Linked DNA regions of Mus musculus: all the other regions are linked to region 1. Evidence: chromatin contacts called from public HiChIP or PLAC-seq and promoter capture Hi-C data. All regions are on one chromosome and are shown on one strand. The core of a region is the stretch at or near the end of the contact, and the rest is flanking DNA. Distances in the headings are between cores, read along the strand shown. Region 1 holds the start of Nkain1 (Na+/K+ transporting ATPase interacting 1). Region 2 holds the start of Hcrtr1 (hypocretin (orexin) receptor 1). Region 3 holds the start of Tinagl1 (tubulointerstitial nephritis antigen-like 1). Region 4 overlaps Serinc2 (serine incorporator 2). Region 5 holds the start of Fabp3 (fatty acid binding protein 3, muscle and heart).

Region 1 (6,292 bases), core at 1,758-4,257:
AAGCTGAGCCTCCTTCTCCCCTCAGGCTGGCATTCACCATCCTGAGAGCACATTCTGGAAGCTGCCAGGCTGCAGGGGCTCTAGGGGGTTAGTGAGTGACAGCTGGAAGGACCCTCTCTGCAATCAGCTCAGACAGAGCAACAGAGCCAAGAGACCAATTTTCAAGTCATCGTCCCCCCCACCCCACCCCCCAGCATTTCCTAAATTGTCTCATGTAGCTCGCACAAGCTGCCCAAGCCACCCAGGCAAGGCGTGGGAGAAGTGGAATCCCACCCAGGTCCTGTCTAAGCTAGCTCTGTGCTGGTGGAAGAGATGCCATCTCTTGGCTGGGAACGCTTGGAGGCTGGGAGACCCCCTGTACCACGTCTGCTCCCAAGACGGGTGAGCACCTCCCTATGGGCCCCAGTGTACCAAGGCCAGAGCTACTTAGGCTGTAGCTAAGGCAACAGAGGAGGCTGGTCCCATGCCTGAATGGTCGTCCCATGCCTGTCTCAGTTCCTGGATCCCTTTGAGCAAGTTACATCACTGGGTCACAATGAAGGTTAAACGAGTTAACTGGGGGGGGGGGGGGCAGGGGAAGCATTCCCAAGAGTAGCTGACACCCAGTGAATTAGTAACAGCACTCAGGAGTGAGCAAGGGACAAACTGCTCACAGGCACAGAGAGAAGGAAACTCAATACTCTCCACTCTCTGAGGGCTTATTCATTCACTTCATAACATACATCCCTCATCTCTTAAGTTAAAAAAAGAAAAGGAGTTTGAGCTGGGTGTAGAGGCGCACACCTTTAATCCCAGCACTCAGGAGGCAGAGGTACATGGAGCTCTGTGAGTTCGAAGCCCGCCTGGTCGATAGAGTGAATTTCAGGATAGCCAGGGCTACATAGTGAGACCCTGTCTTGAAACAAAATAAAACAAACAAACAAAAATATATAGTTTAAAACTTAAGCTAGACATCTTGAAACTCCAGCCTCACTCAGGGTACTGAGGCAGGGGGATGGCTCAAAGTTCAAGACCAGCCTGGACGGAAGAGTTAGAACATTTCTCAAACATACAAGAACAATAAACACAACAAGCCAACAAAACCAGGAAGACATCCTTGAGGCTGGAGATGGCTCAGCCGTTAGGAACGCTCTGCTCTTACAGAGGGCCCGAGTTAGAGTCTAAGCACACGCCACCTGTAACCCCAGCTCCAGTGGGCCTGATGGCTTCTTCAGGATGCCGTGGGCACCTGCACTCACACACACAGACACGGATGTACAAAATTTTTAAAAATAAACCTTTTTTTTTTTTAATTAAAGAAAAGGAATTCTCTAAAAAAAAAAAAGTTTGAAGATTTCTTGGCATTTTTATGGTCCTAAAAATAGAAAACGGAGAATATTTCTACTGTGAGCCCAGATCTGCCAAATAACCAGTTCTTCGTTTAGTTTACAAATATTAATGAGGTGTCAAGGGCTGCCCAGCTGCTGGGGTTTTAGCAGGAACAAAATGAGCTGTCTCTGCCCTTTTGGAGTTTCCATCCTACCTGGTGGTGATTAAGCCCCTCTGCCGTCCTTGAGAATGACGCCTGACAGACCAGGTGGCCTTCTGAGGGGCAAAACACCAACACACCAATGTGGGAGGAGAGGAGGTTCTAGCATGGCCCAAGAGGACGATGCTGTGAACAGCAGGCGCCGCAGGGCCGGTGACTCAAGGAAAGGTGAGAGGACAGAGGCCACCAGCACATCTCACTCAAAGCTTCCCACCACCCTGCGCACCTGTGGGGAGGAGCAGGTGCTGGCCGGAAGGCAGATCCAGACCACGGGACCCATAGGAATGAGGCCCCAGGCTCCTCCACAGACCCGATGCTATCAGCAGTTCCTACACAACAGTGTCTTGAGTAGAAGCATAACACAGTTCCAAGGGAGGCAGGAGACCCCCGTCTCTTCTCTATCACCCTCCCAATACATAGGCAAGGACCTCAGCTACTCTTAGCCTCCGGATTCACTCTGTTGCCCTCCAGTTAAAGACCTCATTTTCCCCCAAACTGGGGCCAGCACAGAGCCCCGAGATGCTCTGATTCTTCCCAAGACACTCAAGTGTCCTCATCCAATGGGACCAGGGAACTCTTTACCTGACCCCACCTCACCCGCTGCTGATAGAACAGATGGCTCATGGGACGCTGGAGGACTCGGTGGTCAGACTAAAGAGAACCACAGAGTGAGTCCGGTGCCTGCCAGGTTAGGCTGGCCCGTGATACATCAATTCCTGATCACCCCCCTCAAGGAGGTAGTTCTCCATCCCTGGCCACCCAGTCAGGAGGGTGCTGGGAGGCAGGAAAGCAGCACAAAGGACGGCCGAGGGTTCTCAAAGAGTCTCAGGTCCCACCACCCAAACAAGAAGCAGAAATGGCCAGAGATCTAAAAACATTCCAGAGACATAATACAGGAGCAGAAAGAGACTTTGTGAGAAACGCTCACAGGGGCGGAGCCCAGAGGGATGAGGTACCCACGGAATCAGCGATCTGGAGGGGAACATTCGGGCAGGGACCTCTCCGAGTACACAGACCAGCCTCGGACACACCCCCAGCCCCAAGGGAGCCACAGTCCTGGGGCGCAGCCCCCCAGCGGGAGCCCACGCACCCATTGCGAACCGACGCGTGCAACCCGGGAGCGTTGGACCGTGCGCGCGAGCGCGGGGCTGAGGCGAGGAGCGCACACAAAGGGACAAGCCGGCCCGCGCGGGGCAGACTCCGCCCGGCCACCCCGCACCCCGGGTGGCGCCCACGCACCGCCGCCGCCCCACCCCGCTCCGCGCGGCTCACCAGCTGCAGGCAGCAGAAGGCGACCAGCGTGCAGCGGCCGCTGCACTTGCCCATGGCTCCTCCTCGCGCCGCGCGGGGCCGCGTCGTCTCGATGGCGCCCCGGGGCGGTGGGGCCGGCGACTAGGGCCGGGTCTCCAGAGCCGCGGCCGGCCGGCCGCACCCCAAGTGCATGGTGCGCCCGGTCCGCGCGGGCTCCGCCGCGCCTCCTTTGTCTGCGGCCGGCCGTCGGCACACCTCCCGCCCGCGGCGCCGGCCAGCGCGCAGCGGCCCCCGCAGGCACCGAGCGCGGCGCGGTGCAGCACTGCCCAGCTGGGGCAGCCGCCCGGGCGCTCGGCAGCCGCCGCTTCCCGGCCCACCACGTGGCTCGGCCGCCACCCCGGAGGGAGGCGAGGGAGGGGCGGAAGAGCGAGGGGGCGGGGGAGGGGAGGGGCGTGGAGCGAAGTGGAAGAGTGCGGGTCCTGCGCGCTGGCAGCTCTGGGTCGCGTCCAGACTGCTGTTCCTTAGCCGTGTCACCTTGGGCAGATCACATTACCTCTCTGGACCACCCCCGCCCAGGGGCCTCAGGGGCAAAGTAGGAAAAAAGTCTCTTGGATGCAGTCCTGTAAACCCAACAGTAGCCCTTAGCTTGGCCAGCTGAGGGAGTTGGAGCCACCCTACCCTGGAGTTCCAACTTTGCCCTTTATTTTCATTTGAGTTTTCAGCCCAGCTCGCCAGCCCTCCTGGTTTCCCGGCCACATTTTCTTCTTTCTGTCTTTCCTTCAGAACCTGGTATATCTTGGGTTTATGAAAGCCAGAGTGCGCTTGAAGCGGTCTTCCGTTCTCTTGACTCTTCATAGCTCAGGGACCGGAATAGTCCGGTCCCCAGTTTGGCTTCTCAGAGATCCTCCTGCTTCAGCCTCCCAAATTCCAGATAAACGCGTTTTAAAACACGCAAGACAAGTGGATAGAAAAGCCCTGGATTTGATCCTAGTACTCTCAACAGTGACAAAACAAAAGGCCCCCCAGGTATTCCCAGAATCAACCATCGCACACTAAACACACACACAAGCACATGCACACACGCACACACCACCAAAAAGCAACTGGGATAACAGTGGGGACTCTTCTCAGCCACTGTTAGGGAATGGCAGCTGTGTCCAGCCAGTTTCCATGATTAGCTAGGCTTCCTGGAGTCTGTCCCAGACTCTATACCCAGAGCATAACTTTACGTGGGGACTGGGACCCAGCTTTTATCAAAGTCTCCAAAGAGTCCTGTTTCCCACAAAGGAAGCGCCAGCCCGGTCCCCACTGGATCCCCTGGAGGCTTCGGGTGAGCCCATGTCAGTTCTCTCTTCCATGCTGACAGTGTGCTCAGAAGCCCTCACCGACCCAAGCACTGGACACATGATGCCTCTCTCCTTACAGTGACTGGGTTCTGCTAGGCTCTGACCAGCTCTGCCAGGCTCTTGAATGTCCCAAATGCCACAGACCCAAGGCCTGGCCACCTCACTCCAAGTCTGAGCTACCCTCTGTCCAAGGTCATTTATTTCAATCCTGCCCTACTAAATCCCAGGCTTCCACGCCCTCTGGCCCCTCTCTGCTTTTAGGTTTGTTCTTTATTTATTTATGTTGTATGTCTGTGTTTAGGTTGACACATGCTAGAGCACCCTGTGGCTCTCAGAGGACCATGAGTAGGAGTTAGCTTCCTCTATGTGGGTCCCAGTGATCAAACTCAGGTCTTCAAACTCAGTAGCAAGTGTCTTCACAAAAAGCCATCTCTGAGTCCCAAGGTTGTTCTGCTCTGAGATCCTTATGTGCAGTGCAGTGGACGCTGTTTCATCTTTAGTGTTTTAGTTGAGGCCTCACTCCTTGACCCTTGGTCACCCAGGGAAATCCCCTCTCTGGCTCATTCCAGCCTTCGATACCTCCATGATAGCTCATTCTAGAACCTTCTTAGCTTCCTGTGAGCAGTATGAGGACTCGGTTTGGTGATTTACCTTGGCTTCCCCAGGCCTTGGATCACAGCAGGACTCTTTGGCTGTGAGCAGACTGGGGTAGCATGCATGTTATACACCCTGTGTCTTAATTTGGGTTACTATTTCTAGAATAAAACACAATGACCAAAAGCAAGTTGAGGAAGAAAATGTTTATTAGTTTATGGTTCTGATCCATAATCCATCACTGAAGGAAGTCAGGACAGGAACTCAAACAGGATGATGCAGAGGCCATGGAGGAGTCTGCTCACTGGCTTGCTCCCCATGGCTTGCTCAGCCTGCTTTCTTACAGAACCCAGGACTATCAGCCCAGGGATGGTCTCACTTGGAATGGACTGGACCTTCCCATATCAATCACTAATTAAGAAAGTATTCAGCAGGCTGCCTACAGCCCAGTCTTATGGAGGCATTTTCTCATTTGTGGTTCCCTCCTCTCAAATGGCTCTAGCCTGGGTCAAGTTGACATAAAAGTAGCCAGCCACATGCTGCTTCCCAGCACTGGGTCGGTCCCCGTGGGCACCTTTCTGTTCTGAAGCTTGAAGTTCTTGGAAGGAGCCAACACAACTGGACAAGCAGAGGCCGTCATTTCTGGCAAGGGGTTCAGAACTGGGGATGACACGCGTGGGGGTGGGGCTTGCAATCCTTATCACGAGGAATGACTAACAGAGGACTAGGAAAGGCTGAAGCAGGACTCACAAAGGAAAGACAGCCATGACTCAGAGCACAGCCACATTTCCTGAGTGGGAAGGCGGGGTCGTGGTCAGGTTTCAGGGAGGTCGAGCAGACAGGGATGGGAAGAGGGTCCTGGGAAGTCCCTTTTGCTCTTGACCCTAACCTGAGGCTAGGCAGGGCCTGTGGCTTTCACCCTCTGGGGATGAGAAACTGACAGCCCACGAACAGGTTTTCATGATCTGACTGAGAACTCCCCCTCCTCTCACACCAGAGGGCTGAACGTGGCCACTAATTATAGCTTCTGGGACATTCTCTGTCACTAACCAATTCTTCAAACCAGCTGGGTGTCTGATGATTCAATTCACTTATGGCTTGAACTACCTGGGACTCAGCACAGACCCCTACAGGCGACGGATTCAGTCTCCTAAGCAGGCACCCCTGCAAGAGGCCAGTCCCAAGCCTCTGGCTACCATTTGTCCTGCCAGTGGACAGGCTGTGGAGCTCCTATGACCCCCTCCTTGTGTTCCGTAATTAGCTAGATTGGCTTGCAGAGCCTTGCAGAATGGCTCTATTATAAAGGATGCCAATGAAAAGGTGTACCCAGGGTGGGGTCCTCAGTGTGGGATGCTCTGTCTCCGTGGGGTTGACATGTTCACGGTTCATCAACCTGGCAGCTCTAAAAGGAGCTCTTACCTCAAGGGTTTGCAGATACCCCCATCTCCAGGCCTCAGGGAAGAAAAGTGGGCGGGGCTAAAGGTGTCCACCTGCTAATCTTTTGATCTTTCGGATGACCCGCCCTCTTCTGAAACTTCCCAGGGGCTGCCCTTGGCCTAGGAGAGCTCCTGAG
Region 2 (6,292 bases), core at 2,076-4,575, 430 kb before region 1:
GTGGCAGATGGCATACCAGCGGTCCAGGGCGATGAAGCTGAGAGTCAGCACTGCCACTGACACCGACACAGCCTGCCCCACAGGGACACAACATCAGAGGTAGGGCGGGGCAGGGGGAGGGGAAACAGTTCACAGCCCAGAGCTACCAGTGCAGCAAATCGTGACTCCACCCCTTTGTGCTGTGTGAATTTGGGCAAGTCACTCACCCTCTCTGAGCCTCATCTGCAGAATGGGAATATAGCATCTATCTGGCAGGATGCTGGTGAGAATAAATGAAATCGTGTATGGAAAATGTCCAATTGGAGACCTGACACACACAATGAGACTTTGTGTGGCAAACAGACCTCTCCCTATTTTTTTCTAAATAATTTTTTTTATGTACATTGATGTTTTGCTTGCATGTATGTCAGTATGAGGGTGTTGGATCCCCTGGAACAGGAGTTACAGACAGTTGTGAGATGACATCTAGGTGCTGGGAATTGAACCGGGGGCCTCTGGAAGAGCCAGTGCTCTTAACCCCTGAGCCATCTCTCCTACCCCTCCTTTCTCTACTTTTAAAACCTATGAAGTAGGTGTCCTGGTACAGTGAAGAGATGAGACACATGATCTCCATCCACAGAGGGGACCAGTTGGGCAGAAAACCTTAAAGCAGTGTGAAGTCCCTGAGGCATCACTGTCAGCCCGGGAGGTCACCCCTATGCTGTTGGGAAATCTCTCTTGGTCTGAGCGGCACAGATGAATTGACTGGTAGTATAGGTAGGCATTGCCTCCAGGGTGCCCTGTTTCCCAGGATACAGGAAGAGGACCAAGGGCTACTAAGAGGCCGTGGTGGTCTCTGGCTAGTCCTCTTCCTATTCCACTGATATCATCTGGGTGTCCTGGTGTCCAGCGTTGGGGAAGGAGACTAGAGAGAGAATTCTGTTTGTCTCTCTTGGTCCCTACTGGAGTCAGGGAGCAGACCTGTTAAGTGCAGGTCTGTCACTGTGGGCTTCTGTCTCTTCTCTGCATGTGCCTGTGGACCCGAAAGTAACTCTGTGTGTGTGTCTGTGTGTGTGTATGTGTCTCTGTGTGTGTGTGGTCAAGTTTGTCTATGTGTGTATGTCGGGCTGTGTCTGTGTTCCCAACTGTCCAGCCTGGTGGTTTGAATAGCCCCACAAGAGTCCTAAGCCAGTGTAACTTGACTGAAAGGCAAACAATAAAGTTACTGAAAGCCACCAAGGTCATAGGTTTTGGACAGATGTGGTAGAGGGTGCTGAGGGCCATGGGAGAGCTAACCTGGAGATAGGGAATGACCTTGCACAAAGCCTGGCCGAAGAGCCACGACTCGGTGATGTCCACTAACAGGCTGGCAGGCAGGCAGATGGCAGTCACCAGCACATCTGCCAGGGACAGGTTGACAATGAAGTAGTTGGTGACTGTCCTCATGTGGTGGTTCCGCCACACAGCCAGGCAGACTGCAGAGAGCAGCAAGGTGAGGTGAAGCCAGTTAGCAAAGCCACACACATTCAGGCCCCATCCCGACCTCACCAGCAAGAATGGGTATGAAGGGAAGGCCCAGGACTCCCTCTAGTTCAGAAGAAAACAGACACCTACCCAGGGTATTGCCCACCAAGGCTATGAGGAACACAGCCACGTAGGCTGCAATGAGAACCCACTCGTACTGCTTCGGGTAGAGATAATCGCGCCACAGGTATCGGAGGAACTCGTCCTCATAGTCTGGAGGCAGATGGAAGGGTTCCCCACTACTAGTGGGGACTCCAGGCTGGGCCCCAGGAGTGGCCGAGGGTTCCATGAGTTTAGGAGCCACTTCAGCTGAGGAGAGTCCTGGGCTCTGTGGAGAAAGAGAAACTCCCACAAGCCCTCAGCCCACTCCTTTCAAAGGCCCTGGTCTTGCCCTCAGGTCTTTGGGGTCTCAGACCAAACTTCCTGAGGGAGAGGAGGTAGGGAAGAAAGGAAGGAGGGAAGAAAGGAGGGGAGGAAGGAAGGAAGGGAGGAAGGGAGGGAGGGAGAGAGGGAGGGAGGAAGGAAGGAAGGAAGGAAAGAAGGAAGGAAGGAAGGAAGGAAGGAAGGAAGGAAGGAAGGAAGGAAGGAAGGAAAGAAGAGGACATTAGGGACTTTGTCTACCTCCGTCTCTTTATTCTTAGTCATGGGGTGGGAATGGTGGAGCTAGGCACCTTTTACCTCCCTCCTTGAGACTCAGTTTCCCCACCCAGTGGTCCAACAGAGTATTAAAGTTACCTACCTTCCAGAGCCACGATGAAGAGTATTGAGCTCTAAGGTTTGGGAACTACTTCACCCAGAGCCTGGTACACCCAGAAGCTGGCCCTCCAGTCAGTATTCGGTATCATTATTAGCAAGCCCTGTTGTGTGGATGGAGAGACGGGAAGCTGAGAGGTTGAGTCCCTTGTTCAAGGTCACAAAGCCAATCCAGGACAGTCTGAGTCCTCCGGCCACCACAGATTTAGGAAGGAAACCCATCCCCAACGACAAATATTCTTTCTTGAGTCAGTCCTCAAGCCTTTTCCCTTGGCTGGGAAAAGGGTGCAGGGAGATATTAAAGACCTAGGTCCCGCCCACTAGACTTGCCAGATCCTCCTCAGTGAGCGTACACGCGCGGGAACGCACAGACCCGCGAAGAGGAGTGCGGGTAAGCACCTTCCTAGGAGAGACGAAAGGAGGATCCTCACGCCAAGAAACAGGCTTCTCAAGACCCCCCTTGCTAGGTCTCCTGGAGTCCCCGGGGCCGAGATGCTCCCCGACGGCCGCCAGGGGTCGCTGAGCCGGTGCGCAGGCCGCTCTCCATTCATAAATCCGGCCTGGCTCAGGCCGCTCCCTCCTCCCTTGCTCAGACCCCTTCTTCCCTTGGCTGGGTAGGGACGACCCCAGATTGGTGTTAAGAGGATGGACAGTCCTTTCGAGAGCCCTAGGGGAAGGGGCAGAGACATTGGCCTACCGATTTCCCAGCGGGACCTCCCTGCTCCTTAGGGGGTCTGGGAGGATTCCCAGAAGGGGCAGCAAGTGCGCTAAAGGGTACCTCCCGGAGGTGAGCGGAGTGGGGGGTGGCGCAGTCTTCCGGCACCCAGGTCCCCAGAGACTCCAGCCCCCTCCATCACCTGCCGATGCTCTTCTGGAATCCCCAAGTCAGTCCTGGGGGTCGCCCACGCCCCGCACCTGTTGGCTCCCGGCCCCGGGCATCCTCCGTTGCTGGAACCTGGACCTTGCTCGCGGGACTTCGCCTTGGTGCGGAACTGGAGACGCGGCGGGGTAGCCCCCTCCTGAGGCGGCGCTGTCCGCTCAGTGGCTGCGTGGTCCCGGCTCTGGTGCCCGCGGTAGCTCGGGAGGGCTAGGGAGGGCTGCGCGCCGCGGGGAGGGGAGCGGAGCGGGATGCTGGGAGGAGAGGGGAGGGAGCCCCGGCCTGTCTGCACTCGAGGTCACCCAGCTGGAGCCCCGCCTTGTACTTCACGCTTCCATCCACCTCCATTCACGCGTCCACTGGCTCATTCACATCCTTCGCACACTTACGCTCCCGCCACCCGGCATTCAGCACGCACCTGGGGTGGGGAGCGTCGAGGGGCCACAGAGCAGGGGTGGACCCCACCACTACTTGCTGCCTCACCTGACCGATTAGGGTGGTGGCACAGGTGAGTGGCATAAGGGTAAGAGGATGCCGGTGCCGCCTTCAAGCAATCTCAGGACGCGCTGGAGCAGCTGGTGTCCAGAGATGTCAGAAAGCCCTGATCTTTCCCGTTCTCCCTGCCCCAAATCCTTCTTGTTCACATTTACTTTCCCCCTCCTAAAGCACAGACATGAGGTGGAGGCAGAAGAAGGGAAGCTGGAGGCGTTCATTAACTCAATATTTACCAATCTCTGTGGCAAGCAATGAACCTGTAATACGGCCGCCATTTCCACAGGATACTCAATGCATGATCTCATTTAATCCCCGCGTCAGCCTGGGGGAGATAGTTATTACTGTCCCCATTTTACAGATAAGTCCTTGGATACACACAGCTCGGGGCTTTGCCCAAGGTCAGAGGCAGTGCTGAGGTTCGAACCTGTGTTTCACTCTCAGATCTCCCAGAGCCCCTCTAACCCCCAGTTCTGCATAGGATGTAGGCTTCCGGGGAGTAAGGCATTTCCCTATGGTGTCCACAAAGATGGGTGAGACCTAGGGAGCTGAGAGTCACAACAGAGCAGAAGAGCTCACCCAGGACTTCCTAGAACAGCAACACCTGCTCTGAAGCCGGAAGCAGGACCAAGTGGCCCTTGGGTTAACACGGAGGTGTGTGTGTGTGTGTGTGTGTGTGTGTGTGTGTGTGTGTGTGTCTTTAAGGCAGACAACAGCAGGTGCACATGATTGGATCAGGTCTCCTGGGAATCCTAGCAGGTGGGTGGGGACTTTGTCCACCTATCACCTCAAGACAGTGTCGTCCAAGCAAGGGTCCTTTCTCACACATCCCTTCCTTCCTGGGAGTTGTAACCACCATCTTCCCTTTGCAGCCAGACCCTCTTCTAAGGCACTGGAGATGCAAACAGGGGGTCTGTGAGCAGATGACTAGGACATCACCCTTCTGGGTCTGGTGACCTCTATCTACTCTGGAAGAATGGGAGTGGCTGGACCCAAGGCAGAAACTCTGTCCTTGGGTAGTTGTGGCATCTGTATGCAAGAATATAGGCCACAGATCTCTAGGACTCTAAAACTGTCATGTCTGCTCTGAGTGCTGCCTGAGGCAGGGGATGGATGAAGGACTCCAGAGAAGAGGGACTGTGGTGTGTGTGTGTGTGTGTGAGAGAGAGAGAGAGAGAGAGAGAGAGACAGAGACAGAGACAGAGACAGAGACAGAGACAGACAGAGACAGAGACAGCGACAGAGAGAGGCAGAGAGACAGCAGAGACACACAGAGAGAGACACAGTGGGGTGATAAGGGAGAGGGTTTATATATTCACAGAGGGTGGTTAGGATGTCTCTAAAGAAACTAGCCATGGGTATTTGTGTGTCTCCGTACGAGAGTAGGCTTTTGGATGATGATTGGCTTCCCCCTGGGTAAGAGATGTCTTATGTGTCTTGATTTGTCCCTTTGTTTTGGTGTCTGTGTCTAAGGACTGTATGCACACGTGTGTATGTGCGTGCGCTCAGTGTATTTCAGTGTGTCTCCCTGTGAGTTTGGGAATGTGCGTGTGGGCATGCCTTTGTGTCTACAGCTCTGCAAGTGTGTGAATGTGGAACTCGGTAGTCTGCTCCCATGGTGATGAGTCATCCTTCTGCATTCTGTCCGCACCCCCCCTCCCCAAACACACACACCAATCTGGAGCTGCGACCATTTGCCATGTAGGGGTCCCAGAGGAGGCTACAGCACGTGGGGGATGGGAGGCAGATCATGCAAGGACATTCAAGTAACAGCTGCTGCAGGCGATGTACAGTCAGGGATTGTGGAAGATACAGATCGCTGCGTGGGCAGTGGGCAGCCCAGGCTCTGCACCAACTCTACAGTTCAGAGCTGTGGATTCCAAGTCCCCTAGGCGCTCTAGCTTGGATAGAGCAAACAGCCTCCATTCTTCCAAGGCAGTGTACACAGGGGGAGGGGGAGTGCCTTTGTCCATGTGTGTGGATGGAGACTGGCTGCTATTCCTTTAAACCATGGAGAGATACAATGTCTTAGCATCTTAGGGCCAGTCCCAGCCCCACTGACCATCTCAGCTACCCACTTCTCCTGCTTTATTCCTGTGTACCCCAGAGATGGCTGCCCTCTAAGATGAAAGTCATGAGGGACACCTGAAGGGGGCAGATCTCCGTTCCTCACCCATCTGACCCTGATTAGCAGGAGACTGTAGGAACCAGGACTGTCTGGTCCTGAGTTGGGTACCCCAATTCAGCTACAGATGCCTAGAGAAATGAGAGAGAGAGAGAGAGAGAGAGAGAGAGAGAGAGAGAGAAAGAGAGAGAGAGAGAGATATGCTTAGAGGACTCCTGAGCTGGGTGCACCGTGGACGACTGGCAGGAGCTGCCATTGTTTAGTTCTTGGGCACCATGGTACTGGCCTCTGGGAGCTCCTGGCAAAGTGCCAGTGCCCAAGAGGGATCAAGGACTCCAGGTTTTCCATCTTTGGACTGGGCTCACAAGCCCTGGTGCCTCCTCTGCTCAGGGAAGGCCAGCCTGAAGCCTTGGCTTTGCTTGTGCTGTCTGTCAAACTGTGTCCACATGACTTTTTTTTTTCCTGGAACCAGCCAGCCACAGCCTTGTTGATCTAATCCCGAGCCTCCAAGCCACAGGTCCCTGTCACATCCATCTTCAAGT
Region 3 (6,292 bases), core at 1,343-3,842, 400 kb before region 1:
CAGCACCCACGGACACATGGTCTCCCTGTTCCCACAGTGACCCCGGCACCCCTCACCCATGAGGCAAAGCAAACAGCTATGTGCAACACATTCCAAAAAGTTTCCTTCTCCCAGGGGCCTCTCAGTCCAGGCAGAGGGAGGGGTGGGGCAGGTTCAGGGCAGCAGAGACCCTTCTGTTTCCAGTAAGGTCTCCATAGTTGCCACCTGATCTACTTCCCAGCTCTGAGGATGGGCTAGCCATGGCCCCTTCCTCCCCCTGCCTGGAACTGGGGGTTTGGGGGTAGGGAGAGGGCACATTCCAGGGAAGGCCCTGCTGCAGGCCACTGGCTGATGGCCAACGCAGTCATCCCTGACCCTTCATCCCGCCCAGGACAGCGGATGCTGCAGAGGTTTCCTTCCTGGCGTCCCCTTGGACTCTCCTGTGACAGCAAGCCCAGCTGGGAAGGTGGCCAGCCCAAACCAGGAGGAGTGGAGAAAAACTTCTGGCTTAGGTGTGGCCCCCAGCCAACCTAACGATGGCTGACCACTCCCAGGCTTGTGACTAGAATCTTATTATATGAGATGGCGTGGTCAGTTTGAAAGTTTCCACATTACAGATGAAAACACTTGAGGCCCAGAGAACAAAAAGAACTCATCCCTGGGAAATGGGTGATAGGGGTTGGGGCCAAGTCTGTTTGCCACATAGCGATCAAATTGAGTCCACCCCAATCTCTCACACTCACCATCGATTGCAGTTGTCCCAGTAGGTTCCGAAGACTGGGTAGATCCGGCCCCCATGCATGCACCCTACCAGAGGGAGAGAAGGAAAGAAGAAATGGCTAAATCCTCGAGGATTTTTTTTTCAGTGTTGCTTGAAAGAGTCAAGTAAGACTACACGAGGGACTTCAGGAGGAGCAGCCCCAAACCTCCCGAGCTGGTGGTAATCACACACCAATCCCAGCCCAACGAAATCTAGAGACAAACTACATCCCAAACTACATCCTAGAACATCCACGGGTTCCCACACAGGGTGCCACACACAAGCTGTTCAAGGACTCCGTTTGGGTCCATGTCGTTTCACCTGGATGCCAGCCATGACATTCCTGGTACCCTTTGTCACTCAAATGAGTTGGGACTTGCCCATGGGCATGGAAGGAGCTTTAGGAAAGAAACTGAAGCCCAGGTAAGGCAAGCAACTCCTTTTAAAAGGCCCAGCATTTTGATATAAAGCAACTAAGGCATGGGTTTTCCTTAGCCCAAAGCCCAGCAGGGTTTGGGATGCGACAGGAAGGACTTCCGTAGTTCTCCTACTGGGACAGGGAAAGGACACGTGCAGGCCATTCTCAGAGGTGCTGAATCCTAAGTGAGGTCTCTGGCTATGACAACCTGGCTGGGCCCTTCGTGCTCTATCAGCCTCAGGATGAGTCAGCAGGTGGGGCTGCCACCTTCCCCATACTGACTGAGAGATAGTGCTGGAGCCTGTCTGCCCTGCCCTAGGGCCTAACAGGACTATTTTTTTTCAGTGTTGCTTGAAAGAGTCAAGTAAGACCACACGAGGGACTTCCAGAGGGGCAGGAAACAGGGTGAGGATTTCTTTTCTACATTTTTCAAAGCCTGGAAATACCCATTATCAGCCTTGTTCCTGAGCCTCGTTGGGACTGGGAGTGACAAGGTGGCCGCTCTGCTGGCCATCTCGGTGCCCACCTTGGACGGGAGGGAAGGGGGGTGGAATCCCGAGGCAGAAGTCCCAGAAGTCGGGGCAGCAGTCAGAGACGGTGCGGTTGCAGAAGAGGTCACAGTAACAGGTGGCTCCCAGGTAGGGCAGGGCACACTCGTCAGCACGGCCTCGACAGCACATGTCCTGCTCTTGGCAGTATCTGCCACCGGCGTCCCGGATGCCCCGCAGGTGCAGCCCTGGCGCCAGCTCCCTGCGCCAACGACTCCGCCGGGCCTCCAGGGCAGCCTGGCCAGCCAGCAGCAGCAAGAGCAGCCCCAGCCAACATCCCCACATGGTGCCTCCTAGACCCGAGGAGAACAGAGGTCAGGGGTCAGAGGTGTTGGCTTCTGGAGACTCCCTAACAAACGTCAAGGGTGGGTCTCCCTTCACACGTCCTGGAGCTTTCCTAGGAGGCTCAGCAAAGCGGGGAACCCTGACTCCCGAGTCTCCGGGAGGGAAAAGACAGCACTAGATGTCAGTCCACTCATGGGACAAGAAGTAGACCCCCCTCCCTGACCTGTTTAGGGACTGTCATGGACAAGGAAATGGGACCTTGACATTTCCAACACGCATTCTCCTCTCCTGCCCTTGGTCCCTCTACCTCTCTGACGCATCTGAGTTGGATTGTTGACTCTGTGTTTCCTCCTTATGCATGCCCCCGCCCTTCTGTCCTTGTGTCCCTCTGACCCTCTGCTCTGCGTCCCTCTGACCCTCTCCTCTGTGCCTCTCTGCCCTGGGTCCTTCTCCCTCAGTGTGCCCCCTCCTCGCTGCTCCTTCTCTCAACACCCTCTACCCTCTGATCAGGGAGAGTCCCTACCTGGTGAGGGGTGTGGGCTGGACCCAGGCTGCCCTGCGCGCCTCCGCCTCCAAGCTCGAGACTGCCAGACCGAGTCAAGTGAGGAGCGCAGGGCGGGACGCTTTTTGTACCGCCCTGCCGGCAGCACCCGCCCCAACCCCGGACTGTGGGAGGGGAGGGCGGGGCCCACTTGTAGGTACCTGGAGTAGCCCTTAGCTCCGAGGGAACGGCTTAAGGACAATGTGTACGCGACTGTCCTCCTTGAGGGATCTCTTGTCAATGGAACCCTCTTCTTAGGGAGCAGAACTGCAACTCACGGAGAAAGAATTGTGGACTGATAGTAGGAAGGACTTTCCCAGCGATTTTACGAAGCTGAAAACGTGAACAGAAGCGGGCGAGGAGGCAGCTACGATCAGAGTTCAGGACTTGATAGGGACCAAGAGCTAGGGGCAAAAATCTCTAACCCCCCCCCCCAACCCGGCCCTCCAGGAAGAAAAATAGCCAGGCACATCCTTGACCCAGTGACCCTGGGCTGGGGGCCACTCCAAGCCACAGCAGCTCCCAGGAATGACAGGAATTCCCAAGGGATGATTCAGGAAGCTGCCTAGGCTCACGGAGCTCCGGGCAGCTCCTCCCCAGGAGGTGGGTGCGGTGCGGAGTCTGAGCTTACCCAGCCGCCCCTTGTGGGGTCTGCCCTCCCCCAGTGATGGGCACCTTGCCCAACACTGCCCCCTCCACCAGGCCCAAGGGCATCCTTCTTGGCCCAAGGTCCCGTGGCGGGCCCCACATCAAGGGCCCTGGCAGCTGGGGCCCCCTGCAGAGCCCCTTTCCGTTTCTGGTCTAACCTTTGCCTTGCCCTCACACAATGGGGCTTCTGTCCCTTGAGGCCTTCCGGCTGTCACTTTGTGCCTCCCCATTGTGCAAGCTCCTTCTTCCAACAGATTGGGCCCAGGGCCAGAGGACTCTCTAGGTGGAGGAAGGACACCACACCTAGACAGTTATCCTAGCCTTCTCTGGGGCAAGCAGGAGCGCGGGGATTCTCTTAGTTCTCCGAGACACCTCCCCTTAGCTGTCACTCTCTGCAGAGAGCAGTCAGTACAAGGGATTCTTGTGACCGAGCTACCCCCTGCTGTGAGGCAAGGGTGGTGAGGCACCAGGGGGTGCGGAAGCACCCAACATACAGACCTATCCATTCGTACTCTGAAAGGATCTGAGAGCACGAAGCCTAAAAGATAAACTGAGGCTCAAGAGAACAGACAAGGTCTGGATGCAGCTTCCTTGATAGAGTGCTTGCTTAGCGTGTACAGAGCCCTGAGTTCGTGTTTAGCATCGTATAAAAACTGTGGGGCTGGTGAGAATGGCTCAGTGGGCAATGGGGCTTGCCACTATACTGACGACCTGAGTTCAGCCTCTGGAATCTAGACGATGGAGAGAGAGAATAGAGTCCACAAAGCCATCCTCATAAGTCTAATGCACACAGACTGTATGTGTGCACGCATGCACATACACACCACACACACACACACACACACACACACACACACACACACACACACTTGTGCTGTAGCACATGTCAGTATTCCCAGCACTCAGGAACTGGAGGCAGAAGGATCAGAAGTTCAGGTGTGTAGCCTGTTCAAAGCCACCTTATGCTATGTGAAACCAGGAAGTGGGCGTGGCGGGGGGTGGGGGGCAGGGCACAAGTGAGTGCAGACTTATCCAAGGTTCCACAGCCAGAACACAGGCTACCCAGTGTATTCTCTCTCCTGAGGCACCCTTAGTCATATGACAGGTCTCAAGATCCTGCTGGCTGGGAAGCCCCCCCTTTCCTATTCAATCTCGATTCATCAAATCGAAAGGCAGATAGATCCCTCAGAACTGCCAACATCATCTCCCCTGGGAGGAGACTGGCTTCAACAGAACAGGCCTGGTACCTGCTTTCATGGGTCAGTCTCAAAATTCTGAGGGCTAGAGGCCATAACATTGGGTCTACCTTTGCCAAAGAGCACCCCTTCCCTGTGAGCTGCTGTGTGTGATTTCTCTCTCTCTCTCTCTCTCTCTCTCTCTCTCTCTCTCTCTCTCTCTCTCTCTCTCCCCCTCTGGCACTCACTTGCGTGAGTGAGTGTGTGTGTGTGTGTGTGTGTGTGTGTGTGTGTGTGTGTGTGTGTCTTGCTATATCCCCTGTGTGCCTCTACCTTTTTTTGGCTCTCTTTTGGTTCTTGCCTGCCTACGGAATTACCTGTCTACCTGCTATGCTCCTGTGTGTCCGTGCCCTTAGAGCTGTGTGGACAGTGTGTGTCTCTGTGACTATCCTGGGTCTGTCTGCGTGTCCAGTGTCCGTTTGTGTAAGCTGCTGGTGTCAGAATGTCGTTGAAAGCCTCTCCTACTTGTAAACACCTGTCTACTAGATGCCTGTGGACGAGCTGGGGGAACAGGGGTAGGTAGTGGGTAGCTGTTTGCCTGTCTGTGTCTGTCTGTCTACAGGAGACAGGAACTTGGAGCAGGGAGGAGGGTGGGGCCGGATCACCCCTCCACCCCTTACCCCTGTCATCACAGAGTCTGGCTCAGAGCCCACCTCAGTGGAGTCGCATGACTCATTAGATTCCTTGGCCAAGAAGCAGAGGAAAGGGCAGGGCCTGGGGGTGCCAGGGACCCCACTTTCCTGTTCCGCACAACCATCCTGGTGACTCACTTTCTAAATCTTGCTCAGAATGGGACCTTGTCCTAGAGCCTGTGACAGAACAACAGGCAAGGGACACCAGCAAGGGACACCTCTGTGCCCAGCCATCCTCTGAGACTCTATGGTGACTCTCCTCCCTCAGATGGAACCCTAAGCAGGCTGTCCCTCTCTGGGCCTTGTTTTCCTACATGTTAGCACAGCCTCCCAGGGCCTTCTTGAATTTTTTTCATTCTGCAGGTGAGACGAAGCCAGCCAGAACTGGTAATGTGACTAAAGATTCACAGCAGAGGGCTCCTTTCGTTTTCCTGTAGAGACTCAAAGCTCCTCTCCACTGTTCCTGGAATCCAGAGACTGTTCTAACGAGGCTGAACAAGGCAGCCATGCTCCACCAAGTCTCTGGAATTGAGCAATCCAAACGGCACTCGGGCCAGGGCTAGTAAGCTTCTGTGTGCCCCTTAGTTATCTGGACAAGTCCAGGGCTTCAGGCAATGTTGCTGGAGACTGAGACACAGATCCACGCTGGAAGCGATAGCACAGTCTGTGGGGTGTGTTGTGGTATGCTGGGCTTTCCTAAGGCTAAGGCATGGCAAGTGTGTTTAAATGTTCTCCTGGAGCGCTCAGCTGGCCGGATGCTGGCCCAGTGAGCACAAGGTCGCACACTTAAGCTCTAGCACTGCTCAAACTGGTATGATGGCACATGCAATCAGTCTCAGGACTACGAGGTAGAGGAGGGAGGTTCAGGAATTCAAGACTGTCCTGGGCTATATAATAAGTTTAGGGACTGCCTGGGCTACTTGAGACTGTTTCTTTTAAAAAAAAAAGAAAGAAAACAAAGAAAGAAAGAAAGAAAGAAAGAAAGAAAGAAAGAAAGAAAGAAAGAAAGGAAAGGAAAGGAAAGGAAAGAAAAGAAAAGAAAAGAAAAGAAAAGAAAAGAAAAGAAAAGAAAAGAAAGGAAAAGAAAAGAAAGTTTTAATCAAGGCCTAGTGGTACCCTGTGGGACACAAACACTGGCCGTGAGGGCTCATGCTGTGTCATCGCATGCTGTGCTTGTTCTGGTGGCTAGTTTTTGTGACAACCTGACACAAGGTAAAATTATTAAAGAGGAGCCCCAATTGAGAAA
Region 4 (6,292 bases), core at 2,799-5,298, 320 kb before region 1:
ATATGTGCCTGTGTACGTGTGTGCCTGATGCCCTTGGAAATCAGCAGAGGGAAGGGGATCCCCTGAGACTGGAGTAACAGATGGTTGTGGACTCCCATGTGAGTGCTGGGAATTGAACTCATGGCTTCTGGAAGAGCAGCCAGTGCTCTTAACCACTGAGTCATCTCTCCAGTCCAAAGCAAATCTTAAACTTAGGTAGTGACTTCATAAAGAATCCTATAACTGAATAGAGAAGTCACCAAAAAATTGGCAATGGTAAAAGGTTTCTGATTGGGCAATAATCAAAACTTAATTCAAATTCAAATGTGTCTCTGGCATAGTTCACCTGTGTTGTGAGACTCTGATGCAGCCTTGGGTGTGAACACATGACATACCAACACACGTCAGCACATGCCACCACATGCTATCAGGTCACACAACTTCAGTGCTGCCTGAAAACTTCAGCTCAGACTCGAAACTGCTGTATATGATGATCTGCAGCATCTTTACTGTACATACAAAATCTCCTGCTCTTAGAGAAACAGCCCTGACCACCCTTCCTCCACTTACACCACTTTATACTACATTTTTATGCAAAGCGGTGCTCTCCACATTGACAGTTATAAAAGCCAAATGTGAATTGACTCTGAAAAATGTTGAAAATGCTCTGTGTCTTGTAGCATTGAAAATTTAGCCATGATTTAATTCTTTATATAAAAATAAACACATCCATTACATTGACATAAAAATATGTTTTCATTTTCATGATTGGAAAAAGTATATGTATGCAAAGAACTTTTTAAAAATAATGGTTATGAGCCTGGAGAGATGGCTCAGAGGTTAAGTACATGACTGCTCTTCTGAAGGTCCTGAGTTCAAATCCCAGCAACCACATGGTGGCTCACAACCACCTGTAATGAGACCTGATGCCCTCTTCTGGTATGTCGGAAGACAGCTACAGTGTACTCAGATATAATAATAAATAAATCTTTGGACCTGAGCAAGAGGACTTGACCGGAGTGAGCGGGATTGACTGGAGTGAGCAGAGGTCCTAAAATTCCACATGAAGGCTCACAACCATTTGTGCAGCTACAGTGTAACCATATACATAAAATAAATAAATAAATCTTTAAAAAAAAAAAAAAAGGATAACAAATGGGACAACTATGGGATCTTTTTACCTAGACTTATACATCAAGCCTTGTTAGAGCAAAAAATCCACTACAAAATGTTCCGAGCAGCCCTGGCTCTCGGGAGCCAAGGCACTCAGCTGCTGTCTTTTGTATAGTTGTCTCAGGGCGTCTGTGGAGTATTCCAAAAGGCTGGTGCTGGCATAAGGGCAGTCAGGCCTGGCTGTTTGCTCTAGGCAGCCAAGACAACAAGATTCAATAGCTGCTAATTGGGGAGTCAAGTTGCCCAGTCCTAGTGTCTTTGCTGATTTAGAGAGCATTGGATTTCAGAAGGGGTGTGCCCAACAAAACCTGCCATTAACACTAACCATGATTTTTTTTTAAACTTAAGATTTTTTTTTTAATTTTAGCTGGATATGATGACGCACACCTTTAATCCCAGCATCAGAGAAGCAGAAGCAGAAAGATCGTTGTGAGTTTGAGGCCAGTCTGATCTATAGAGTGAGTTTCAGAACTGAGAGAAACATGGTCTCAAACTTGCACCCCTCAAAACAGAACTCTGACTCAACAGAGCCCTCCACTCTGCTCTCTCCACAGCTTCCCTGTTCCAGAATCAAGCAGTGCTCATTTAACTAACTCGACTTGTTCTGAGTACTTCTCTTTCTCAGGCTCTGTTGTAGGCCCCCAGGGAACCATGATGACGAGTGAGCATAGGTTCTCGATTGTATTGGCCTTGGGGAGAATTGGACCGCACAGTGACTGTCACACAAATGGATTCAAGGGTTACAGAAAAAAAAAAAAAAAAAGACACACAGTACTAGGAGGAATGGGTGCTGGTTAGAGTCTGAAAATGAATTATGCCTAATATAAAGGTAAGCTGTGAATTAATCTGGTGGCTGTACTGATTTACCTTGTAATCCCCAATAACTCTACAGAGAAACCAAGATGTATTTAAGACTGCACCTCAATAGCTGAGCAGTTAAATGAATGATGTGTCTTAAACCGCTATGCTAATCTGGCTAACTAACTCCCAGCCCCATCCCATGATGCTTGTGTATCGATCTGGCTCTCCAGACCCCTTCTTCATTGCTCCAATTCCTCCATCCTGCCTGTGATCTGACTCTCCTCTCCTTCTCTCTTCTGCCCAACCACTGGGTTATCAGCATTTATTGACAAGGCAGAGAATAAAAGGTAAGAACTGTTTATACAAACTTGAGACAGGAGATTCTTGGTATAAGCATTACAATGCTGTGTCCAGATTAAAACAGGATGGGGGGGGGGTGCAGAGAAGTCAGCATTTGAGTAGCACAAGGGTAAGCTCGCAGCACACAAAACATTATGCCTACAAGGTGCAGGGCCAGTACTTGCTGTTCTTATTACTAAAATTAGTGGCCAGTTAATTATATCAGTTAATATGGTTATTCCAATGAAAGTGGCCCTCAAAGGCACGTAGCCTTGAATTCTTAGTCCCCAGTTAGTGAATTGTTTGGGAAAGATCAGGAGGTGCAGCCATGTTAGAGAAGGTGTGCCACTGGGAATGAGTTATGAGATTTCAAAAGCTCATGCCAGGCCCAGGCTCAGTCGGGCTCTGTCTCAGGCAGGCTCTGTCTGCCTCTGTCTGTCTGTCTGTCTCTGTCTATCTATCTATCTCTGTCTCTCTCTATTTCTGTGTGTGTGTCTCTTTGCCTGTCTGTCTGCCTGTCTCTGTCTCTGTGTGTCTCTGTCTCTCTCTCTCTCTGTCTGTCTGTCTCTGTGTGTCTGTGTGTCTGTCTCTGTGTGTATGTGTCTGTCTGTCTCTCTGTCTCTGTCTGTCTGTCTGTTTGTCTATCTTCTCTTCAGCTGCTGCTCGAGGGTCAGAAAGTAAAGCTCTCAGCTTCTGCTCCAGTGCCACACCTGCCTGCTTCCTGCCGTGATCCCCCCAAACTCCGGAACCTTCTAAACCTATACAAACCCTCGGCTAGATGCTTTCTTTTGTAAGCCTTGGCCATGCTGTCTCCTCACAGCAGCAGAACAGTAACTAAGACAGTTAGCCACGCATTCAGCTGCACTGCTGTCCCATTAGGCACAGTAATGGGACTCAGATATACTGGGGTTGGCTTTCCCCATCTCAGTGACATCCGGACCAGGCATAGCAGAGCTCCCACAGACATCAGGGACCCAAACTCTTCCATGTCTCCTAGGCAGATTTCCATCCACGGGTTTGTTGTTCTAATCATCCCAAGAAGGTTGCTGTAGCTCCACACACTGCTTTGAGTTAAAAGGCAGAGCAGGACCTTATAACAGAAAGGCAAACACAGTCAGCATTTTCTCCTATATCCGATTAGCTCAGAGAGGCTGCAAAGTGGCCAGGCAGCAAAGGGAGAAGGGGCTGATACAGTTAGGGTTTCCATTGCTGTGAAGACACACCACGGCCAAGGCAACTCATAAAGAAAAACATTTAATTGGGGCTGGCTTACGTTTTCAGAGGTTCAGTCCATTATTGGACAGCTAGGAGGGGGGCCTCATTGCCCACCCCCACAATGATACACTTCCTCCAATAAGGCCACACCCACCCCAACAAGGCCACACCTCCTCCAACAAGGCCACACCTCCTAATAGTGCCACTTCCTGGGCTGAGCATATTCAAACTACCACAAGGGCCGAGACTGTCTGCTGTGTAAGTACTGAGTGCAAAGCACTTTATGGCTTACAAGAAAGCTACTGTGGCCGCGGTCATGAAAAATCCAGGTGAGGTCCCGAGAGGGTAATAACACACAATGACACATCAAGGCAGACAGAACTAGCCAAGCCCAGAGCACTCCAAGCACTGTCTGTTTCAGATGTCATCGACCAGCTTTGCATTCACCCTGCCCCCCAACCCCCTTGTCACTCTGCAACCTAAACTGCAGGTGGGGCTGAAGGACAGTGGCCTGGGGACAGGACGTTGTAGTTCCTCAGACTCAAGGACAGCTCTTTTCTCAGTCCCAGTGCAGTAAGGAAGCACACCCTATCAGGGGCTTGCAGGCAACAGAGCTTCTCTTCCCAAAGAGGGGAAGTGACCAGAAAGGGATAGTGACAGGTCTACGAGGAAGAGAGGGTATGTGTGGTGGGAAGGAAGAACTGAGGAGCCAGGAACAGATGGGAGGGTGGGTGAAAGTCAGGTCACTGGGTAGCAGGAGAGGGGACAGCTAAACAGGTTCCCTGTGGGTGGAAGTCAGGTCACTGGGTAGCGGGAGAGGGGACAGCTAAACAGGTTCCCTGCCCTGGTGGGTGGTGACAACCCTACCTCTAGGCTAATGAGTGTGACACCAAGGAGACAAGGGGAAAGTCCTTCACCTACTTAGAATAGTGGCTCTTTGCTCTGCCCCTCCCCCATACCACCAGCAAGGCCCGGCCCAGCCCCTGGCACGTGGTGAGTGCATTGCTGACTGAATGATCTGAGACTGTAACAAGCTTACAACCACAACCACTTTTTCTTTTTTTGGGGGGTGTTGTTGAGGGAAGGTTTTTTGTTTTTTTGTTTTTTTGTTTTCTTTTTGTTTTTGTTTTGGGTTTCTCTGTGTAACCCTGGCTGTCCTGGAACTCAGTTTATAAACCTACCTCTGCCTCCCGGACAAGTGGTGAGATTAAAGCTGTGCACCACCACATCTGGCAAATCAACCACCTCTACAAATACACAGGCCACGAGGACACCCTGGGCATTTCTTTTCTCCTGAAGGAGAAACAAGGAAAGAATAGCAATGCATGGTGCTCTGACAACCTCACTCAGAGGATCTCGGGGGGCGGGGGTTGGGGGGGCAGGGGGCGGGGCAAGCACATCCTCCAGACCCATCCCTAGTGAGAGCCTTCCTCAGCTTCACGAAGTCCAGCCTTTATGCGCCCCACCTCACCCAGGGAAATCTGTCTAAAATACTATGTGACTCTACCACTCAGCTGTAGTCATGGGGAACATCCCAGCATCAGCTCACAGCTTTAGGCCTTCTGCCAGCTCAGTACCCCAGTAGTTCCCCTCTGTCTAGTCTCCCCACATCCCCTGAGGGAGACTGTACCATCCCGCCCACACCTATCTCCTTGATTTCCTCTGACCCCGCATGCTGTCTGCACTCCAGTTTGTACTTGCCCTTGAGCTCCTCTTCCATGGCCTTGTGTACCTCAGCAAATGTCCTCTCAGCCCAACGCTTCCTGCTCTGTTTTCAGGGTGTCTATTTGAATCCCTATACTCCCCGAAACCCTGGTGGTACCTAGGAGATGGTTGTGTCCTGGGCAAGACTATAGAAGCACCCAAACAGACTTTCAGGCCACACCCACACAAGGCCACACCCACAAGTGGGCGGGATGCCTGGCCTGCACTGGAGTGATAGGAGCCTGCCTGTGACCTTCACAACACTGAGCATCTCTGGCTGAGCCTGTTGTACAGGCCACACACTCCTTGAACCACTGCAGAAGTCATTGACCAACCAGGCAGCACCACGTTCCTCTAATCATTGAAGAGCTAGGAGCCCTGGCCTCCTTAGAGCCAGGCAGGCTTGGTGGCTCCAGGGCACAAGTCCTTTCCCAACTGTTTTAAGGCCTGGGAATGTCGTGGGTCTTCTCTGGACTCCCATGACATCAAGCCCAAGGACCACGGCGGCCCTTGCTTAGAGAAGTGAGTGATGACGTCCAGACTACAAATACAGGACAGAGGAGAGCAGAGGGGAGCAGAGCTCCCAAGCAGACACTGTAAACAAGGGTCCTGTCTAGCTCATCACCCCTGTCCTCTGTCCTGCTCACCATACTCTTCAACACCCTCATTCCAAGCACGCCCCAGCTCCCAGGTTGGCTAAGGAGGCACGGGGCCTCCTCACACCAGGGGTGAGGCACACAAGACATGGGAGGCACACACAGGTACTGGCATGTTTATTGAGTGAAGTCTTAGAGACTCATTAAGGCACATGGTCTAGGAAGGGGGTGGGCTCTGGAGGCCTGGAGCACAGGCCTTAGTGTATAGGGTGGGTACCCCCACAGGCCTTAGTGTATAGGGTGACCCCCCCCCCCCTGTCAGCTGAGAAGCTCTGGGCCACTCTCTACTCTCATGCCCTCTTCTGGAGACCCTGAGAACAGGGGTTAACTTCAGTCCCAAGGGTGGGTATGCATGATCATGGGCAAAGGAAGGCAGGGCTTGGGTCAGAGCATAATGTCCCACAGACCCTGGAGGCACTGAGAAT
Region 5 (6,292 bases), core at 2,362-4,861, 270 kb before region 1:
CAGCTTCTGGTGTAAGGAGCATAACCGGGGCAAGTTGAATGTATTCCCTCAGAGAAGGAAGTGTGAGCCGTACACACTTGGAAGGGAGAATGAGCTGAAGCAAGTGGTGCAAGCCTGGGAAAACTGAGGCAAAGCCTACCTGGGCTATAGCGTAAGTTCAAGGCCAGCCTGGGCAACTAAGTGAGATCCTGCTCAAATTAAAACAAACAAACAAACAAACAAACAAAAATAACTGAGGGATGGGGATATAGATCTTCATGGGAAAGCATTTGCCTAGCATGCAGGAGGTCCAGTGGATAAATGTGTTTGCTGTGAGCGCCTAATGAACTGAGTTCTAGTCCCAAAACCCAGAGTAAAAGGAAAGAAGAAGCCTGAAAGTTGTCCTCTGCCCTCCACACACTCATGCCTGCAGCTCACACCCAACGGTCATGCGCACAAACAACAACAACAACAATAAACCTAGCAGAAGGAAAGAGGGTGTGGCTGAGGATCAATCCTCGTGGCCCAGGCCAGCGCTTTGCACAGGTCTATAGCTCAAGGTCTCAATTCAAGATCCTGTGCTGCTCAGCTCAGGCAGGGCTCAGCACAAGAACACAGGATAGTCAGCACCGTGTCTTACGGCCCTGAAGCCTAAGACCTGGCTGCCCTTCAAGGCTGTAGGGGTAAACATCAGCCAGATGTGACAGGTGTCTTCTGTCACTCTCCACCATTCTCTTGAGACAGGGTCTCATTAGCAGCCCTGGCTTCCTACTTCCTACTTCCTCGGGGATAGAATTAAAGAGGTTAAAGGTTTTGTTCTTTTTCTTGCCTACTTTATTTTTGAAACAGGGCTTCTCACTGAACTTAGGAGCCTGCCATTTCTGCTACATGGACTTACCAGCAAGCACCCTTACCCAGGATCCACCTGTCTGTGTGCCCTGTTCAGTGCTGAGGTTACAGCATGAACAACCATACCTGGTTTTTATGTGGGTGCTGAATGTGTGCATGGTAAGCACCTTACCCCACTGAGCTATCTTATCTCCTTTCAGTGGCTATTCTTGAAAGCAAACTGGCTAGGTGATGGTGCACGCCTTTAATCCCAGCATTTGGGAGGCAGAGGCCAGCCTGGTCTACAGAGTGAGTTCCAGGATAGCCAGGGTTGCATAGAGAGACCCAGTCTTAGGGAGAAGGAAAAGGAGGAGGAGGAGGAGGAGGAGGGGGAGGGGGAGGGGGAGGGGGAGGAGGAAGAAGAAGAAGAAGAAGGGAGAGGAGGAAGAAAAGAAAGAAGATCAGGGCCAGGTGATGGTGCATGACTTTAATCCCAGCACTCAGGAGGCAGAGGCCAGTAGATCTCTGAGTTTGAGGCTATCCTGGTCCACATAGTAAGTTCCAGGGTAGCCAGGGCTAAATAAAGAGATTCTGTCAAAAAAAAAAAAAAACAAAAACAAAAAAAACAAAACCAGAGTTTTTAATGTATTTTCTCTAATGATTTCCAAATATCTCCCATTTCAAAGATGAAACTGATTCCAAGTGACTTAAGTGAACTGCTCAAGACCACATGGCATGGCTAGTATAGCTGTGATCGGGTCTAGAACACAGATCTTTTTGCCAGCAGCTGTCCGCCAGCCCCAGATCTCCAGCACTACATTCCACACTCCATGTAAGCAGACTGCTCTGGTCCCTGGGTCTCAGGCCTCTCAGGCTTTGAGAGAAGAGGCTCCTTGCCTAAAGCCTGTGACCTTGAATCAGAAACCATCCCATGCCCTCCCTCCCTTGGCACCTGCTCTATCGCTGAGGTCACCAGGGCTCCAGGCCCAGCCCTGAGGCCCGTCCCTGTAGCTTTGGCAGAATTGGACCTCTCAGCCTTTTGGCAACTAGACTCTCCAAAGGAATCAAGACAGGGGTGAGAGGACTTTTCCTCACTGGCCTCCTTCCCAGAACAGCCCATGGGTGGGAGAAAGGAACTTCCACGGGGACAGAGGCCCAGGAAGGAGGCCTCACCACACTGCAGGTATACTGGTCAGGCTCCAGAGCTCTGGTAACCGTTCCGGAATGACTACCCTGCACAACCTTCTAGAGGCCAAAGTTCTGTGCTTACCACTCCGTCCCGTGTAGAGAGCTCAGAAATTCATTTATGTCCCTCTTCCTCTGAATCCCCAAGTCAGGACAGGTCCCTCCTAGAGTCACTCCCAGAGGGAGTACTTTAGCCTGTACCTTGATCCATGTGGACTTCTCCAAAGCAGGGCCCGCACAAACCAGGAGCTTACTTTGAGAGAGTATCTTGCCTTGGCTCAGACTGGCCCCCAACTCAGGAATCTCTTGCCTCCAGGTGCAGGTGCCGTATTAACTGTTGGCTCAAGCCAGAGCAGCGGCACACAGCTGTAACCCAGGAGACAGAGGCAGGAGAATCTTTAGTTCAAGGTCAACCCCTGCTACACATTGAGATGCTGACTTGGTAATAATTAAACAGAAACTGCTGAACTAAGGAATAGGCTCCACTGAGGTTCCCTTACTCACCTGTAAAAAGGGGATGATACCACCTACCAACGAAAAAGTTGAGTGTGACCATGCCCTGAAGTAGGCTACAACCATCAATAGTCGGGTCTTATTTAATAACGTACTTTAAGGTGACAAGCAGTCTAGTGGCAGAAGTCAGGGGAAAAAACTGACTTCAGCAGAGGGTCGCGGCTTTCCGGGAGTTAAGGTGGCCGAGGCCGGAAGAACCCTCTGAATAGACAAATTGTCTTCGCGGAGTGAAGAACGACCCTGGCACAAGCTCAGAGGTCAGTAAATAAAGCCTGAAGCGCTTTCAGGCAGCGGCGACGGGTGGGACTGCGGAGAAAGGCGCAGGCGGGAGACATTCCGCAGGGAGGGGCTAGCACGTGTGGGGCTAGCATGAGGGAAGCAAGGTCACGTTCTCCGCCAGCAGGTGAGGCGCTGGGCAGCTCAGCCATCCGCGGTGTCCAAGGCAACTCTTTTCCACTTGTCTGGTAGGAGCAAGAGGGCTCAAAGGCCACTAGACCATGCTCTCTGTCCAGGCTCCAATTCTTTTTTACTTACGGCGACCGCGTCATTCCTCTCCGAGCCTCTGAGCCTCTTCTACAAGAAGAGGACATAGGACCGTTGAGATGGGTTTTTGGGTAAAGGCCCTTGCTGTCAAGCCTTGACAACCCCAGTTTGATACGTGGGACCCACACGGTGGAAGCAGAGAAGGGACTCCCGCGAGTTACAACGAACGCCCCAGTCTCCCACCCCTTCCCCATAAGTACGCCTACACGAGCATACACAATATAAGAATAAAACCACAGCGAATTAAAAAACAAGGCGGCAGAAGGATCAAGCGGCGTTTCTCCAGCGTGGCACCAGCTCAAGGGCGAGTTTCCTTTCAGTATGGCCGGGGGATGCTCTACTTGGGTTGCGGGAAGCGCCCCGCAGCCAGGCCAGGGATGGGTTAGATGGCACCAACAGGACCGCGGGCGCCGCTGACGTAGGCGACGGGAGGGCTGTGGGGGATGGGCCCCAGCCCTTTGCGGGAGTGCAAGCCCCGGCTTCCTATTTCGGGAGCGAGGGGTGTGGGCCACTTTCATCATGTGATGCGAGGGCTATTTAAAGAGGCTGTCCAGCCGGGAGCTGCGGTTCTCAGTGCCTGCTCGCCTCCTCACTCATCGCACCATGGCGGACGCCTTTGTCGGTACCTGGAAGCTAGTGGACAGCAAGAATTTTGATGACTACATGAAGTCACTCGGTGAGCGAACGAACGGCGCAGGATCTAGGGTCAGGAGGGCCGGCAAGGCGGTCTTGGCGCTGAGCTCCCAGGGGGAGTGCCCCCATGTGCCTCCCGCAAGCTCCTAGCCAGTCCAGACAGGGAATACTGAGGTGCGGAGGGTGGCCTGGGCTGAAGCCACTCCACTCCACCCCACCCCACCCCGGCCTCCTGGGAGGGGGGTGTCGCGGTCCAAGCTTGGCGAGCCTCGTAGCTGGAGGGGAAGGGTAGAGGCAGCTGTGGCCGCAGAGGTCCGGGATGGGAGGCTTTCTAGGAAGCAGTGTAGGTGATCCGGAGGTGGAAAGGGGAGGGAAAGAAGGGCGGGAGGCTGGCCGCAGGAGAAGGCAAAGAGGAGCATGGTGGTCCAGAAATTGAATTCCGAAAGGGAATAGAGCAGATAGGAGTGTACAGAGCCTGGAGGAAGACTAAAGAAAATCAGTGAATTCCATCTGGGAAGAGGTGAAGATACAGCCAGGCAGTCAGCAACAAGCCCTACCCCTCCATGTTGGGGTAGTGAAGAGGCCTCTCTCTGGAAGATGCCCTGGTTCTCACCAGCCTGACCTTCACCTACAGTGTGTGCAGCCACCCCTGGGATCAGTCGGAGACGCTGCTGCTAGAGCAGGGCAAGACGACCACTACACATAGGCTTCCCGGCCGCACCAGTCGGCCACCGGATCAGTGCTGGGGATAGGGTGAAGAAAGCCTGGGATCGAGCAGAGGGTGTCAGAAGAAAGGTGAAGAGCTATGAAGGGAGAGTGTGGCTTGGGGCTGGGGAAATTGTGTGGTGTGGGCGGTGACACAACGCCTTTAACCAGCACTCTGGGAAGCAGAGGCAGGTGAATCTCCCGAGTTCTAGGCCTGGTCTATACAGAGAGAATTCCAGGACAGCCAGGACTACACAGAGAAACCATGTCTTGAAAAAAAAAAGAAAGGAAGAGTCCCATGATTTACTTAATAGGAAGACAGCTTGGGACACATGAGCTCATCGCCTCATAGGAAAGCCCAGGATTTCTTTTTGAAGACTGAACTAGAGCCTTGTGCATGCCCCCTACTGCTGAGTTATACTCCCCACTCACACACACACACACACACACCCTCTTTTTACTCTGTGTAACAGGTTCTCACTAACTTCCCCAGGTTGGCTTTGATCTTGTAACCTGCCATCTCGGCCTTCCAAATAGTTGAGAACCCAGAACTACCTAGAGTTCTTCCCATTTCAACAGTGGGGAATGTCACATGAACCACTTATCCAAGACGGCCCCAGCCCTTCCTTTCTTGCCTTGAGCTTAGATAAAGACCTCTACCTGCGGAGTCCCTGGCTATATCATCCTGGTCTAGGAGGCTGGGGCAGGGAAAACAGGACTGTGTCATGCCTGAGCTAGCTTCCACTCCGTCTTCCCCGGGAAGGAGGGCTGGAATCGGACATGTTGAGGGATGTGTGTAGTTGCCTCTCACCTACTTCCAGCTCTTCTCTGAAACAGGCCCACAAAGCAATTTGTCCTTTTGGTTTGGGGAATGGAACCCAAGGCCCTTTGCCCGTGCTAAGCAAGCACTGCGACTGCTGAACCACATCTCCAGACAGGGCTCCCACCGGCACCTACCCTACCCTGAGGCTCTCCAGGAAGGCAGCTGGTCTTGTCTTTTAAGACAGGGTTTTACTGTGTATCCCTGGCTCTCCTGGAACTCCCTAAGGAGACCAGGTCCTGTTGTCTCTGCCTCTCCCGCACTGGGGTTAGAGGTATGAGCCCACACCCAGCTAGTTGGCTGTCAAGTTAGGGAGTACTAGATTACCTGGGCTTAGTTCTGTTTCACTGAGCTGCCGCTGCCTTCCTAGACTTCTTTTTGCCTCAGGGCATGTTGTCTTCAGGCCATTGTTCTGTGGGTGCTGAACCCAGCTTTAGTCAGGGGACTGAAATTCTATTTAGCCTAAAAATATCGACAGGCTGAAGGCCAGTAAAGTCTAGATGCACCCCAGCTTCCAGCAGTAACTGGCTTCACTGGCACCCTACACCTACCTGTAGGTGGGTCCTGGGAAAACAGCTTGGTTCACTGCTGAAGCCCAACTCACACAGATACCAGTAGGCAAAGCCAAGCCTCTCACTTCTTGCTGTGTAGCCAAAGCTCCTGACTTATCCTATAGAACCAAAGGTTCTTAGGACAAAGCAGCCCAGCCTAGTTTAAGTGACTTCAAGCACAGATGGTGGCTTGAAGGGTAGAGTATGTTATTCCAAGAATGATATAGTGAGACTAAAAGAGAGTTTGGGAATCTATGTCACTAAACTCGGATTATTTATTTACTTAGCCTTTTTGAGACAGGGTTTCACTATAGCCCATACTCTGGAGCTACGCAGCCCAAGCTGGCCTTGAATTCTCGGCATTTCCCCTGCTCCAGTCCCCTGCCTCTTGAGTGAGATTCTAGGGGAGTCACCATGCTTGGCCCGTTTGACTTTGGCTAAGACAGCACCGTGTCTCAGCCTCGTTTGTAAATGGAAACTATAAAGCTTAGGTTTAGGGCTGTCCCAAGGATACTTGGCCACCACTTAGAGCTTG

What was found. Promoter capture Hi-C pulls out the DNA fragments that hold promoters and counts their contacts. HiChIP or PLAC-seq counts read pairs in DNA pulled down with a chosen protein or histone mark.
Region 2: a contact with region 1 is called in a promoter capture Hi-C map of embryonic stem cells, with 2.5 times the contacts expected there. The contact joins the promoter of Hcrtr1 here to the promoter of Nkain1 in region 1. A contact is called at or near these places in 1 of 39 promoter capture datasets (embryonic stem cells), 1 of 115 datasets of contacts at active chromatin or transcription factors (pancreatic cancer cells) and 1 of 9 other capture datasets (embryonic stem cells).
Region 3: a contact with region 1 is called in a promoter capture Hi-C map of liver, with 2.3 times the contacts expected there. The contact joins the promoter of Tinagl1 here to the promoter of Nkain1 in region 1. A contact is called at or near these places in 5 of 39 promoter capture datasets (cranial neural crest, embryonic stem cells and liver) and 5 of 115 datasets of contacts at active chromatin or transcription factors (embryonic limb bud, embryonic stem cells and pancreatic cancer cells).
Region 4: an H3K4me3 HiChIP or PLAC-seq map of embryonic stem cells shows a contact between it and region 1, with 23 read pairs. The contact joins the enhancer-like site here to the promoter of Nkain1 in region 1. A contact is called at or near these places in 1 of 484 Hi-C or Micro-C datasets (bone marrow-derived macrophages), 5 of 115 datasets of contacts at active chromatin or transcription factors (embryonic stem cells, forebrain and stem cell-derived neural progenitor cells) and 1 of 9 other capture datasets (embryonic stem cells).
Region 5: an H3K27ac HiChIP or PLAC-seq map of embryonic stem cells shows a contact between it and region 1, with 4 times the contacts expected there. The contact joins the promoter of Fabp3 here to the promoter of Nkain1 in region 1. A contact is called at or near these places in 9 of 39 promoter capture datasets (the 3T3-L1 cell line, cranial neural crest, embryonic stem cells and 5 more), 3 of 15 datasets of contacts at CTCF or cohesin (the G1E-ER4 cell line, the NIH/3T3 cell line and embryonic stem cells), 7 of 484 Hi-C or Micro-C datasets (the G1E-ER4 cell line, bone marrow-derived macrophages, cumulus cells and 2 more), 23 of 115 datasets of contacts at active chromatin or transcription factors (bone marrow-derived macrophages, craniofacial prominence, embryonic basal ganglia and 12 more) and 4 of 9 other capture datasets (adipose tissue, embryonic stem cells, liver and 1 more).

Annotation. Positions count from the first base shown.
Region 1 is chr4:130,571,029-130,577,320 of GRCm38.p6, forward strand. It overlaps Nkain1 (Na+/K+ transporting ATPase interacting 1), which reads right to left and starts at 3,008. Exons shown (of 7, transcript NM_025998.4): 1 at 2,801-3,008. The coding sequence starts at 2,854.
Region 2 is chr4:130,135,837-130,142,128 of GRCm38.p6, forward strand. It overlaps Hcrtr1 (hypocretin (orexin) receptor 1), which reads right to left and starts at 3,326. Exons shown (of 9, transcript NM_198959.2): 1 at 3,172-3,326; 2 at 2,243-2,360; 3 at 1,594-1,831; 4 at 1,276-1,454; 5 at 1-72. The coding sequence starts at 1,792.
Region 3 is chr4:130,172,210-130,178,501 of GRCm38.p6, forward strand. It overlaps Tinagl1 (tubulointerstitial nephritis antigen-like 1), which reads right to left and starts at 2,593. Exons shown (of 12, transcript NM_001168333.1): 1 at 2,514-2,593; 2 at 1,684-1,998; 3 at 723-786. The coding sequence starts at 1,990. Gm52490 (a long non-coding RNA gene) reads left to right here and starts at 1,113. Exons shown (of 3, transcript XR_003955116.1): 1 at 1,113-1,162; 2 at 1,503-1,562; 3 at 5,410-5,977.
Region 4 is chr4:130,247,528-130,253,819 of GRCm38.p6, forward strand. It overlaps Serinc2 (serine incorporator 2), which reads right to left. Exons shown (of 10, transcript NM_172702.3): 10 at 5,970-6,292. Gm46724 (a long non-coding RNA gene) reads left to right here. Exons shown (of 3, transcript XR_003955118.1): 3 at 1,778-2,277. Among named protein-coding and RNA genes, the nearest start is that of Gm46724, 14 kb to the left of the region's middle. Within about 2 kb of position 4,049, at least 37 of the 459 cell types and tissues checked have an H3K27ac peak or open chromatin away from gene starts, as enhancers often do. A contact at or near this core is called in embryonic stem cells, where this site is marked.
Region 5 is chr4:130,305,127-130,311,418 of GRCm38.p6, forward strand. Fabp3 (fatty acid binding protein 3, muscle and heart) reads left to right here and starts at 3,612. Exons shown (of 4, transcript NM_010174.2): 1 at 3,612-3,724. The coding sequence starts at 3,652. It overlaps Gm10570 (a long non-coding RNA gene), which reads right to left and starts at 2,579. Exons shown (of 4, transcript XR_868203.3): 1 at 2,497-2,579; 2 at 2,194-2,358.